Linked DNA regions of Mus musculus: regions 1, 3 and 4 are each linked to region 2. Evidence: chromatin contacts called from public promoter capture Hi-C data. All regions are on one chromosome and are shown on one strand. Each heading gives the region's core, a stretch centred on a gene start, on an enhancer-like site or on the middle of the called end of the contact. The rest is flanking DNA. Distances are from core to core; before and after follow the strand shown.

Region 1 (3,344 bases), core at 417-2,916, 2.1 Mb after region 2:
AACCACTAACTTAGGATGTCACAACGCTCAGACCAAGTATACTTGCAGTGACAACTGGTATTATTAGACACCACCCCCTCCCCCGGTTTGCTATCAGATTTTTTTTTTTATTTCCAAGTTCTCAATAAGGCACACCCTGGATACTCAGGATGATTCTTCCTCTCTAATACATTCAGAGCCTCTAACGTCTTCACTACCGATCCAAGCCTTTTAAAATAGGGTTAAAAATGATCCCTTTCAGCATCACCTCCCGATTAATAACAGCCTCCCGAAGTCACGATGTAGGTACCGTGGCAACTTTGCTTTTGAGCAGCATCTTGATACTTCATCCTTAACGCACTGGTTTATAACCAGAGTCACACCTGCATATGTTCTACTTTGGAGCCAGATTTTAAATTCTGGACTTAATATATTTTCTTCAGGAACGCTATGTATGAACAAACATACACAAACTATCTGATGTTTGAGGAGTGGATGATTCACAGAGTTTTAATATTCACTATCCTATCTTGTTTACTAATTACCACAGCCCCTCTTTACCAGAAGTACTCTGAAGGAAGGTTTCTAGATTCTACTACAACTACTGTTACCACTTTTTGAAGCAGTCTTTGATTGAAAATCTGAAAATAGAGGTCTTACCATGCCTGGAATACAGATAGAAAGTAAAAGGGAGAAATAATATTACTAGAGAGTACAACAGACCATAGTTGTACCTTGAACACTACTTAAAACCTTGGTACTCAAAGCTTGCTTCTAAACAGGCCATATGTTATCACCTGGGCCCTCATTAGAAATCTCAGACACAGTCTCACGAGGACTAAGTCAGGATTTGTATTTTATCAGGTCCCCAGGGTGATTGTCTGTATACTGGAGGTCAATCATGTATATGATTAATGTCACACAAAGTCATATGGGGAATTTCAGTGCTGAAGATTATAGGAAATAAAAAGAACTGTCAACAAAAAGAAACCATTCTTTTAACGTCATGAAATAAAGACAGGGAGTGAAATAGCTGAAACCTACCAAGCAGACAAACTACTGAGATCCAGCCTATCCAGAGTTAACTGCACATTGTAAGGAAAGAGACTATGAACGCAGCAGAAATGGGCAAGGCTATACAGAGCGTTCGCAGACGAGAAATTGCCGGCGCCAAGTAAAGTATGCACTTCAATATGAGTGCAAATACAACAGTTTGGGCTCTAAGCGGGGCTGGAGAGTCCAGAGTCCAGGGTACTCTGCTTCCTCTTAACTGCTGGATAAACAAAACCAAACAACCTGCTACAGAGAAGGAATAAGGTGGCTCATCGGGCCCCTCCCACCCTGTGGAGGCTCACTTTGCTCAGGTCTGCCGCGATGGCTGCTAAGATTTCCTTCTCGCGCTCTTGCACCATCCTCCGCAGGGCCTCAAGCTGCTGCAATCGGAAGCGCAGCGGCCGAGATCGGCCGGACCGGAACGCCTGGCGAAGCCGTAGGACCTGGCGCTCCATGGCCGGGCCTGAGGAGAACGCGGAGCGAGGCAGGTGAGGGAGCACAGTACCAGTAAGGAGCTGCTATGGATGATGCCACAGCTCACTGCCACTTTCCGCTGCTGGGTCCTATCCGCCTACTGGCCTAGACCCGGCCCGGGTGTGGGCCAAACCCCAGCACTTCCCTGCTAACGACAAAGTGCGCACTCATTGGCTGAGCTGCTGCACGTGACTATGAGGCCCCGCCCCTTACCTCTAATCTAGCCGCGGGATTGCGGTCCCCGGGCGCCGGGTGTGTAGGTGCAATTTTTGGCACGCGAAGACGCGGAAGAAGTCCTTCTGGCTTCAGAAAAGAGCCAAGCGTCCTCTAGGAGGAGGAACTGAGGCCCGAGGGTGCTCACCCGGCCGGAAGTAGTCTCCCTTCGCCTGCAGTGCCTCAGATTCAGAGGCAAAGTCGCTGGGCCTGGGTAGGGCGGGCCTGGGTGGGGCGGGCCGGGTGACGCACGCGAAGGAGGTGAATCCAGTGTATACACACACACACACACACACACACACAAGCATTGTCATCGCCCACACTGATTTTCAATCCTCTCTACTGCGTACCATCCAAGGTTTTTTCCCAAATTTCCTCTCCAGGCTAATTAGCAATGGTTGACTTTCGTACCCATCTGGGGCTGCTCAGCGACGGCGGTCACTTTGTGTTGTCCTTCCCATCTTCTGGAAACATTTCCGCTTCCCTTCCTTGGCGTTCCCTAGGTTTTCCATCTCTGGATTTCTCCCTTTTCTGACCCATTAAAGTATTCAAATGTCTGGGACTAAGTTCTCTCCGCGCAGTCACTCATCTAATTCTACCAGTAGAGAGCAGAGAAGGCTCTCACCCAATCTTTCCTTGGACTCCCAAGGACACATTTAAATGCTAATCTCTATTTACACTTATAATGGACTTCTTATAGTTAATTTCATTAGAACTTTTTATTATTCTTCAGCAAACAACTCATACTTCCTACAGTGTTCCCTGTCTCTTTGACTTGATCTTCAAAATATATGTTGAGCCCAATAATGAGTGGTTCAAACCATACTACATATCTACTATATATAGCAATAGCACTCTAATAGGCTGCTTGCTTGATTGGTTGGCGACTATGAATCTGTTACTTCTTAGCTCTGTACTTACCGTTTTACACTCTGTAGTTCAGGAGCCCAGAGTAGGTTCTCCTCCCTCCTTGGCCTCCCAGGAAGTTCTGCCAGAGGAAGAAAGTAAGGAAGGAAGGAAGGACAGACTACCAGGACACTAAAGATTTCTGTTTCCCCATGGACTCAGTAGTGTGGCAGGTGCTGGCATTTCTATCGTGGAAGGAGAGTCAGTATATTCCTGCCTCTAGGAATTTCTTGGACAAGGTGGCTCCTAGTCCTAGAGGATGACAGTCACAGTGTCTCCAAATGGCACAGAAGTGGGCAGTACTGCAATGAGTTTCAGCTGAGATTCATTGGAGCAGTTTCTGATCTTTGAGACCATCCGCCCCACTCCACCCCCATGCTTCCTTCATTATTCCTGAAATCCTTCCTGCATGAAGTAACTGGGTGGGTTTGACTAGTTCCCCTTCAGCGTCACTGATACATTCAGAATGTACGGTGACCTTTATTAGTCAGTCCCTCTCTCAAAACTCTCCAGAGAATAAAATTCAAAGCCCATATAATCCTCTATAAGCCTATAAGTCTTGGCCTCTGGATGTGCCTCTTCTTATAGGATTTGCCCACGTAATGAGTTTTAGCCAGAGTGGCTTCCTTGCTGTTCACTGAACACTTGGGCACATTGCTATCCCAGGGCTTTTTTGGCATTCTGTGTCCTCTGTCTAGAGTGTCCAGCTAACTTCCCCA
Region 2 (3,258 bases), core at 352-2,851:
CTCCAGTATGGAGTCCATGCATGTTTTCTACAAAGGGCAATGACTGGCTTAGGCTTAAGGCCCTGAGTCACCACAGCCCGAACACTGCCTGGAAGACACCATCCCAGGGTTCACACAGAACTCTATATGCCAAAGCATCACAGTGGGTCTGGCCCATGGGTTGTCATTTGCTGACACAGTTCTAGATTCAGAGATTCACTAAGCGAAGTAATGTGGGAAAAGGATCTCTAGGAAGCACATCACTGTGGCCTTTCAGCACCTGGAGACAGGCACTCTAGATTTCCCCCCACAGAATGCAGACAACTACTGGATAGTGGTGCCATGGCTGTCAATTCTCATCCACCACTCTCATCCTGGAATAGCTACCCTCAGGGGTTCAGGAACTGTTCTCCAGATATGAGGATTCCCCATATACTCCCAATGAGCATCTAGGGGCTACTGAAGAGGCTCACCAAAAACCAACTTGGAAAGACACCGGGTAGCTGAGACAGGCAGCCAGGCCTGGACTTTGGTAGGAGTCAAGGGACAGCTCAGGGACAGGATAGGGAGGGCGGGTCTTCACATGCCTACTAGACAATGCTGAGACTTCACGACTTAGATCCTATAAAGGTGAGCAGCTGAAGACTCAATGCTATAGACGCAGGCCCTGCCCAGACTGGCCAGCAAACACTATTTACAGTCACAGTCAGGTCTGCTGTATAGATAATGAGACCATACAGGCAAACAGCTGGCACTGCAAAGAGGAACCAGAAATAAGGGAAAAACTGGATTCTCAGAACACTGGGACAATCTGTCACTGTGGAGAGGCTGTGCAGAGAGTGGCTTTTTGAATAAAGTCCCACGAACCAGCGAAATCTTTCTAAGAAGTGAGGAGGGAGGGACAAAGCTGAAGCACCCATCTTGAAAATAACTCCAGAAGCTTCTGACTTGACTGGTTGGGGTCCCAGGCACAACGCTCTGTGCAAGTAACTAGCGCAACCTGGATGCCTTCCATGGGACATCCGCCTCTAGGTGACCCCTTCCCTAAGTCTAGATTGTCCTCAGAAAGTCATTTCCAGAATAATCTAATTATGCCTCTTCCCAAGGGTGTCTAGCCAGTATTCCCTAGAAATCTTATCCTGGACATCCTTCCTGGGATTCTGGAGGTCTGCTCCCTCAGCACTCTAACGACCCTACTGCCCCGCCCTGCTGCCCCGCCCAAGCTCACCCATACAGAATGACGTCATAGAGCGTGCGTCCCTGCACATTCAGGAAATGGGCATACGCCGCACGCGCAGAGGGCTGAGCCGCGCCGGTCGGAGGCCCCGAAAGCGGCAGCTCATTGGTCGATAGTCCCAACAGGAAGGGTGCAGCGTCCGGGCCGCGCACGCGCACTAAGGCGCGCCCGTCCAGCCGGAAGCAAGTCCAGGCCACACCGTCCGCGGGGTTGCTGCCAAGAAGGCCAAAGCCACGGGCTAGGCAGTGACTCGCGGTCCCGCTCAGCCGCCAGTGCCAAGCTGGGCTTCTGCGCCCCACAGCCGCGCCCCGAAGCAGCGCCACCGCTGCCATCTTGGGCGCTAAGTGAAGGCGGGCACCACAGCGGCCCCGGGCGGCGGCGGCGGCGGCGGCGGCTGGCGACGCGCGTGCGTGGGGGGGAAAGTGGGCGGGACCTCAGCCAGTGGATGGGTGCGCAAGCCCAGATAAACACCAAGGCTAGAGCCACCCGGTGACCCTTTCCTTAGTTGGCTCCTGGTCAAACCGCTTGTGGTCGTGGTAAATAAGTAAACATGAAATCTGCCATCTTACCTCGGTCCTGGTGTGCAATCCCAGCCAGCCTCTCGGGGGGCAGAGGCAGGAGGATGCGTGTTCAAGACCTGCCTGTGCAACTTAAAATGAATATCCTGTCTCCGAATAAAAAGTTGAAGATAGATAGCTCAGTGGTAGAGCATTTCCTAGCAGGCAGGAAGCCATGGTTCCCATCCCCAGTACTGCCCAGAAAAAAAGGAGGAAAAAAGTTAGGCATTTCCTTGTTCACGGTTAAATACGAACAGTATAAAATGTATTATCTTCACCACTGTTACTTTGTTATTGCTATACTAAACATGACCAAAAGCAACTTGGGAAGAAAAGGGGTTCACTTCATTTGAAAACTCTCAGGTCACACCCACTTACAGAGAGAACTCAGGGCAGGAACTGAAGCAGAAGCCCTGGAAGAGGGCTCTTACCGGCCAGCTTCTGATGGCTTGTCCAGCCTGCTTTTTGATACGACCCAGGAGCACCTGTCCACAGTGAGCTGGGCCCTCTCACATCAGTCATTGATGTGATATAAGCCAAGACCTGTTTAGAGGCCAAGCTTATGGAGGCGTTTTCTGAATCTTCCCAGATATCGCTAGGCTTGTGGCAAGTTGATGAAAGCCAGCCAGCGAGACCACTTTTAGTGCATTTATATCGGCATTGTTCAAACGGCTGCGCAGCCCTCACTATCATCCAACTCCAGAACTTTTTATCTCCCAATCATCCAACTCCAGAACGTTGACTCCTCCCAGAACACACACTCAGCCGCTGGTGCCCACAGTTGGCTTTCTGCCCTTGTGGGTTGGAAGCCTCTGAGAACCAGTGCCTGTCCTCTTGCACCTGGCTCTCTTCATGGAGCACCCATCCTCAGTATAGCACGTATCAGAATTCCCTTCCCTTTTTAAGAATTGTATTTTATAGCTGGGCATGGTGGCACACACCTTTAATCCCAGCACTTGGGAGACAGAGGCAGGTGGATTTCTGAGTTTGAGGCCAGCCTGGTCTACAGAGTGAGTTCCAGGACAGCCAGGGCTATACAGAGAAATCCTGTATCGAAAAAAAATTTTTTTATTACGGTAATGCCTACCTTTCCCTATGTGCTGAGCTGGCAACGGGTACTTGGGAGGTCTCCAATTCTTGGAGCCAGGAAAAGTGTTGCTATGAAAACAACTACACGGATGTCTCTTTGAGTCCCTGTTCTTGGGTCTTTGGGGCATACTGGATCATATTGCTACCAGGGAAACTGGAGTTCCTTTTGTGTGTTCTTAGTCTTATTAACAAAAGAATTTCGAAATGGACTTGGAGCTTGGTAGTGGCGCATGCCTTTAACACCAGCATTGGCTGGGCAGAGGCAGGCAGGTCTCTGTAAGCCCTGGCTAGTCTACAGAGCTAGTATCAAGACAGTCAGGGATACACAAATAAGCCCTATCTTGTGGGAAGGGGAGAAGAAAATTAACAGTTGAGAGAAAAACCTACAAAGAAAGT
Region 3 (3,572 bases), core at 681-3,180, 2.4 Mb after region 2:
TTCTTGGTAACTCAGATGTTTGGCACCATACACCCCGCAGCGAAAGGAGACCAACACAGCCCCCATCCTTCTATCTCAGGGCTCAGGGAAAAATCCAAATACTGAACAAAATTACTCAAATCAACCCATGTGGAACAGTACTTTGCAATTCATGTTTATGAAACAACAACCCAGCCACACAGTTACACATAACTAGCCTAACTTTAAAACTAGGAAAACCAAACTTTAAAGTCACAAAAGCAGCCTGGGTGTGGTGGCCCACATCTTTAATATCTCCACCCTAAAAGGCAGATGCAGGTGGATCTCTGTGCATTCCAGGCCAGACTGACTACCCAGTGAGAGCCTGTCACAAACATAACAAAAGCAAACATTCAAAAAAAGAAAAAAAAAACCAAGACCTACAGGTGTTTCCCCAACACAATCATTAATCACAAATGCCCTAAGAAAAGCTGCAGTTCCTCCCAAGCTCGTTTAAATACAGACAAGAGCTTCATTACCAACAATACATAGATGGAAAGCTTAATTACCAATGCAAAGCCGATCACCGAGAGAGAATCCAGTATCTGCCGCTATCACTCTAAATCTAGAGTTACAAGACCACAAAGTTCCCGTTAAGTCTTTCTTATATTACATAATAGGGACATGGATCAAAGAAATTCACCTTTTTCAATCATTTCAACCCAATTTCAATCCCTTCTTCCACAGGGTATTTTCTTGACTGTGCAAAAGAAGAATTCACACTTCTTTCTCATCTTCCCTTGCCCATTTTCTTGTATGAATGTTAAAAATAGCAGGCAAGCGATTTGGGGGAATCCTAAACGTTGAAGAAATCCTTAAGTGTCCCAGAGTTGGGGCTTCCAGCTGTGTCAAACACCCTATCCCTAGATGACCTTGGGCAAGCTAACACATTTTGGGCCTTAGTTCCCCTAGTCAAAAAACACAAGAATAGCTAAATCCTATCTTTTCTGAAACATAGACTTCAAATGCGTTCCCAAGGCAGCACTAAAGTGAAGAGGCCGCTGGGAAGGACTGAGGCCCGAGACCAAGCAACAGACTTACACCGGCCGACCTAGGGTTTCTAGGGAGCTCAGACAATCTGCTCCCCCTGCAAAACCACTGGGCCAACTTCAGGTTGCAAACAAAAACCTGTTGGCCCGGACTCCTCTAGGAATGGCCTGCCTCTCCCAACGCGCTCGGCTCGCGCTCCGACGAAGCCGGCCCACGGGAGAGCGAGGGTCTCCCGGAAGAGGCCGACCCCACGCGCGGCTCGCCCACCCGGACTCGCCCAACAGGGCCGCCAGGTCTCTGCCATCCCACGCGGAACAAAAGGCAGCTGGAGCCTGGCTTCGCCGCCCCCGTCCCCGCTGTGCTGTGGAGTGGGGGCCGGGAAGGGGAATCCAGTCCCGGGGGCGAGAAAGACGTGGGGAAGAGTATCCCCTTCCCCCGGTCCCCTGAGGGAGGGCCGGCCGGCTCGGACCCGGTTCGAGGGGCGAGCACGCTCTGGGGAGGGGCGGGGTTGTTCCAAACTGAAGGCTCTGTCGCTGAGGTGTGAGGCGAGGACAGGAGCCAAAGCCGGGAGGCAGACGTCGCCTCTCTCTCGGCTCCGAGCGGGCTCAGGTGGGGCGGGGCCTGGCTGAGCCGTCCAGCCGGGTGGGGTCCGGCTGGCCGCACGGTGCACGCCCCGGCCGGCGAGGGGGAAGCCGGTGCTCTTAGGGGCGTCCACGCACTGGAAGAGAAGGTCTGCGCGCAGCCCCGCCCCGCCCCGACTCCCGAGCCACCACCACACCAAGCCCCGCGAGTCCCGGCTCACCTCCGTTCCTGGCCAGCGCGAGTGCAAGGCTGCAGCCGCCGGCGACGCGGGAGAAGCGGGAGCGACCCGAGCCTGTGCAGCGTTTGACACCCACACGCCAGCCAACATGGCGGCCGAGAGGGGGCGCGCCGGCAGCGAGCGCGCGCGCGCGAGCCCCGCCCTCCGAGCGCGGAGGCTCCTCCCACACACACTGGCTCCGCCCTGCCTCGCTCCTAGGCCCCGCCTCCAAACCGGTCCGCCCCTCCCACATATGCCCCCAAGGCCTTCTCTAAATAGCTCCTGCTTCTACACAAACCTAACAAATTTATGAAGCCCTAACTCAGAGTCCAACACATCCCCCCTACCTCAACAATTCCCCAGGGCATACATAACTACCTTAACCATCAATCCATGCTCCTCCCTTAAATCCTCAAGCACAGAACCCCGCCTAGCCTAATCAGAACCATGGTCTCCTAGTATTTCCTCTTGCACGTGAAAAATGTTGTGATGAAGAGACAGGAAGGAGGCCAGGTGCCAGACAGGGTTGATTTATTTTGCTACAAGTGCGTTCACTTCATGAAGATTCACTTATGCATATTTCAGATTTGTATACTTTTCTGTGTGTGCATTTCAATAAAAAGGTTGAGTCCAGAACTTTGGCAGCCCAAGTGGTTGAACCCTCGGCCGCTCGAGTCTCCCATGATTCATCAGGATACTGGGATTTAGCAACCCCAACTGCAAGCCTGCAGTCTCACTCTTATGCACCCAACAAAGCAATGTAGGGCCGGCCACATGCCAAGCTACAGCACACAGAGGCAGGCCAGAGATGAGAGCAGAGCCTTATACAAGAAGGTAAGGAGAGTCCTTTCCCTCTTTCCCCAAGAGAGGATCTCAGAAGGGTCAGAACTGAAGGCTAGACCCCAAAACTGCTAGCAGAGAGCCCTCATAACAGGGTCTAGGACATGAATCAGGGCTCAAGGGGAGAGTACAGGGAACTATTTCAGTTGTTTGAATATGCTTGGCCCAGGGAATGGCACTATTAGGAGAATAGGCCTTGTTGGGGTGGGTGTGGCCTTGTTAGAAGAAGTGTGTCACTGTGGGAGTGGGCTTTGAGACTCCTAGCTGCCTGGAAGACACTCTTCTGTTGGCCTTCAATTTAAGATGTAAAACTCTCAGCTCCTCAAGCAGTGTGCCTGCCTGGACTGTGCCCTGCTTCCTGCCATGTTGGTAATGGACTGAACCTCTGAACCTGTAAGCCAGCTTCAATTAAATGTTGTTTTTATAACAGTTGCCAGGCTAGAAAGATGGCTTAGCGGTTAAGAGCACTGACTGTTCTTCTGAAGGTCCTGAGTTCAAATCCCAGCAACCACATGGTGGCTCACAACCATCTGTAATGAGATCCGGTGTCCTCTTCTGGTGTGTCTGAAGACAACTACAGTATACTTAAATAGAATAAATCAATAAATCTTAAAAAAAAAAAAAAAAGAGTTGCCTTAGTCATGGTGTCTCTTCACAGCAATGCAAACCCTAAGACAATTTCTGTAACCAATCTATGCCCAAAAATTTCATTCTGCCTTTGCTCACTGAAGGAGAGTTTGCAGGTCATTGTACTTCTCAGAACCACAAGTACATTTTTCCTATAAAGAACTCACAAATTCACAAGAAAGAAAAGGCACCTGGGTCTCAAAAGCAGGGAATTTAGAGTCCTTTTCTCGGCCCACGATATATTAAAGCTGGAGGCCACCCCTAACACAAGGTCATGTGGTCACTTTTCTTTTGAAAG
Region 4 (3,471 bases), core at 113-2,612, 2.3 Mb after region 2:
ACAGATCTGAATTCTCCATAGGGCACAGTAGGCTTCAGGATGTCCTTGATGGCGATGATATTGTCGTGTTTGAAGTGTTTGAGGATCTTCAGCTCCCTGAGGGTCCGTTTGGCATTGGTCACCACATCAAAAGCATTAGGTATCTTCTTGATGGCCACCTGCTGGCCTGGGGAGCAGGAAAAGGGCATATACCAGAGAGTACCTTCAAGTTAGCTGCAGGTCCCTTCCAGCACTGCTCTTCTGGAGCCCAGATAGCAGTAAGTACCTACTGTGTGCAGGGCCCTGTGTGTAACATATATCAAATTTTAATTTCGCAACTGCCTCGTGAAACGGCTGCTAATAGCTCACATAGAGAGGAGGCGCGGCTAGTTAGCAGTGGTTGTGACTGTACTAACTGATCCTCCCTCCCTCCCTCCTCACATAGTCAGTCCATCCCAGATCCTCCCCATTCTTCCACCACTCCATCGTGCCAATCTCTGGCTCTAGAACATATCTCTTTTGGACACCAAAGAGCATCTCTCTATTCTGGCTTACAGGGAATATCCTTTTCCTAAGGAGAAAGTAGGCTGACTGGGAGAAGCAGGGGTTCCTGAGAAGGGTACCTAACGGGGAGCTGGCACCTAGTCCGTAAGCGTGAGTGGAACCAGAATCCCCGGCGCAGCTGATCCTCCTGGGACCGTGCGGGTTCCTCACCGCCTCTGGAAAGCAGTCCACACATGCTGAGCCTCAGGAAGCCAGCTCACCCGTGAGGCGGCGGCGCGCCGAAGACACCACCCCGTAGGCCCCATTGCCTATGGTCTCGATGATCTCGTACTCGTCCCCCACGTCAAAGGTCACGTCGAAGGAGCGGGCTTTGAGCAGGGCCAGGTTCTTGGCCACCACAGAGGCAGCGGTGTGAACGGGTTCTGCCTTCACCCTCCCAGGGGGCTCCCCAGAGCCATCTTCGCCGTCCTCCTCCTTCAGCGGTTCGGCCATGGTCTGTACGAAGCGCTGATGAGAAGATCGTCCTGAGGGCCTCTCAGTTCCGCCTCTGTGGGTTTGGAGGCAGGACCTGTGCAGCAGGCGAGAGGGGACCGCTGGCACAGAGAACCCCACGGCCCAGGATCCAGGGGGGCGCGGCGCGGCCCCGGAAGAAAGGGAGGGGCGGGGCGCTGGGACTCCCGGGATCGCACTCACCGACCGGCCGGCACCCCGCCGCCACGCCTCCTCGGGAATTTGGGATTCCTGAGTCTTGCCAACCCAGTGATGAGTGTTCCCCCGGGCTCGCTCACTTAACAAGAACCGCGGCCACCACCAAAGCCTCGCGTGCGCCGAAGCAGACCACCCCACCGGCCGCCCCGGGACCACGCTCCTCCAGCTCCCAGCCAATCGTTGAGCGGCCTCCGTGGAGGTTCCCACCCCTTTATTTTACTCTGTCCAATCAAAACTTACCGGACGGGAAAACCGCGCCCTTGTCAATCACGCGCGCGCGCGCGCGCGCCCAGCTGTCCCACTCCGGGCGGGAGCCGCCCAAGGGGTGATGCGTGCTCCTCAGGGGTGCGCGCGCAGCCCCGCACCATGCTCTCACGCATGCGTACTAGCAGCCTCCGGAGCTTGGGTGGTGGGGGGGAAGCGAGCAAGGCCCCACCAAGTTCTCTTGTACTTCTGAGCCTACTCGCTCCACAGGCCCGAAGGGCGGAGATAAGGGAGGGAGGAGGGGTGTTACCTAGGCAACAAGCTCCGCACCCCCCCACCCCCACCCCGTCCTTTTGGCTCCTCTTCCTTCCTTGTTAGCTTTATTTCCTAGGGAATTTGCTGCGCACTCTTTCGGCGCCGGAAGTTCTGGACGCCTTACCCCGGAGTAGTGACCAGAGACCCCAGTCTTTAGAGCGTCGCTGACTTGTTTTCCCCCACCCCCCCAACCACTCCAACACCCCCACCCCCACCCCCAGCCAGTGAGGACCTGGCGGGGATGCGCATGCGCTCTGAACCGGGCCAGACCCAACAACTTTTTCCCTTTCCTCTTCCATTTTTCCTCCATCCGGCTGGGACGTCCGGTTGAGGCAAAAGTGAGCATTGTTAACTCGAGAGCTAGAAAAGTTCTCGGTAGGCAGCTTAAGTCTCCAATCTCCAAAGAGATTCGGGATTCCCAGTGAGACAAGAAAAGTGTGGAGAGGGAAACTGGGATGAAATCCAGTAAAGTCTGAGTGTCCCCTTGACATTTATTACTGAGTTCTCAATCAAAAGCCAAAGGTTGAGTCTAAAGCAGAAATGGATCTTAGATATCATACACGGTTGTTTGTGTTGCCCAGCATTTGGTACTACATGCAGAAAGTTTCACACATCAATTCATTTTCACAAACTTAATACCTGCGCCTTTGATTTAGATTAAAATTTCTAAAAAAACTGGATGTACCGGCTCATGCTTTTAGTCCCAGCACTGAACAGGCAGAGGCTGGCCTCAAATTGACAGAGAGCTGCCTGCCTCTGCCTCCTGAGCGCTAAGATTAAAGGTGTTCACTGCCTGGCTAAATGACTATTTTGACAGAATGTTCAGAGAGTCTCAATTCAGTGTTACCGGGGCATGGGAAAGAAGGTGGAAAGTATTTAAATGGATGTCTTTAGAGGTTAGTGAAGATTTTATCTTAAATTCAGCGTGTTCAGCTAAGACCCCTCAGGTAGACTTTGGCTGAAATGTTCCTCTGTTCCCAGCAGTCTTGGGTATTTTTTGCTGAGCAGATAGTTCCTGTGCATGGCACAGGGATCTGCAGAAAAAAAATGCCTGCAAGGGGGAAGAGTTGAAAGAGGACGGAATCTGGTATTTTACTAGATAATGCAAGATTCTTATTCTTTGGAGCTGTTCCAGGGTAGACACAGCTCAGTTGAAGATTATTTGCCTGTGCTTCAGATAGGAAGTTACCCCTCATGGAATCAGATTTGTCACCATCAGGCCAGCATTTGCACACAGCAGAAACAGGCTGGAACCCCACCACTGAAGGATATAGCTTCTTCAGTCCACCACTACCCTCCACCACTCTGCCATACCTCTCAGCCCTGGCTCAGTAAATGACGTCACTTTAGTACTTGGACCTCTGTGTTCTGCACCTTATAAAAGCCAGGAAAATGAACTGGCCCAGAAGATTATAGTTTCAAAAATAAAAGTGAGACCAAGCATACGGGTGGGGGCGGTCGGGGAGCTAATGAAGACTATCAACGTGACATGTACAAAACTCACCTTTCCGGCTTCTGAGCCCTGGTTGGCCATGGTCAGGCTTCTGACCTGGCTCTGGTTTAGCTCAGGATCCCAAGCTCAGGCTGCAGGAAGTCACTAGGAATTTTGAGGAAAATGGCTCTTTTGAGCTGTAGCTCTGAAAGATGCTTCTGGCAATCAGCATGGGGACACAGGTGGTGTGGGAAGGCTGGAGGCAAGGAGGGGATGGTTCATGACAGGTCCACCCCACTGGGAGTGTGGACTGGGTAGGGAGAGCACAA

What was found. Promoter capture Hi-C pulls out the DNA fragments that hold promoters and counts their contacts.
Region 1: a promoter capture Hi-C map of pre-B cells shows a contact between it and region 2, with 4 times the contacts expected there. The contact joins the promoter of Aldh3a2 here to the promoter of Iba57 in region 2.
Region 3: a promoter capture Hi-C map of liver shows a contact between it and region 2, with 5 times the contacts expected there. The contact joins the promoter of Epn2 here to the promoter of Iba57 in region 2. A contact is called at or near these places in 2 of 39 promoter capture datasets (liver and pre-B cells).
Region 4: a contact with region 2 is called in a promoter capture Hi-C map of pre-B cells, with 5 times the contacts expected there. The contact joins the promoter of Mapk7 here to the promoter of Iba57 in region 2. A contact is called at or near these places in 2 of 39 promoter capture datasets (the C10 cell line and pre-B cells) and 2 of 484 Hi-C or Micro-C datasets (B cells and CD8 T cells).

Annotation. Positions count from the first base shown.
Region 1 is chr11:61,265,520-61,268,863 of GRCm38.p6, forward strand. It overlaps Aldh3a2 (aldehyde dehydrogenase family 3, subfamily A2), which reads right to left and starts at 1,667. Exons shown (of 10, transcript NM_007437.5): 1 at 1,335-1,667. The coding sequence starts at 1,487.
Region 2 is chr11:59,162,144-59,165,401 of GRCm38.p6, forward strand. Iba57 (IBA57 homolog, iron-sulfur cluster assembly) reads right to left here and starts at 1,602. Exons shown (of 3, transcript NM_173785.6): 1 at 1,208-1,602. The coding sequence starts at 1,548.
Region 3 is chr11:61,577,757-61,581,328 of GRCm38.p6, forward strand. Epn2 (epsin 2) reads right to left here and starts at 1,931. Exons shown (of 11, transcript NM_001252188.2): 1 at 1,811-1,931.
Region 4 is chr11:61,492,904-61,496,374 of GRCm38.p6, forward strand. Mapk7 (mitogen-activated protein kinase 7) reads right to left here and starts at 1,363. Exons shown (of 7, transcript NM_011841.2): 1 at 1,177-1,363; 2 at 744-1,051; 3 at 1-166. The coding sequence starts at 975.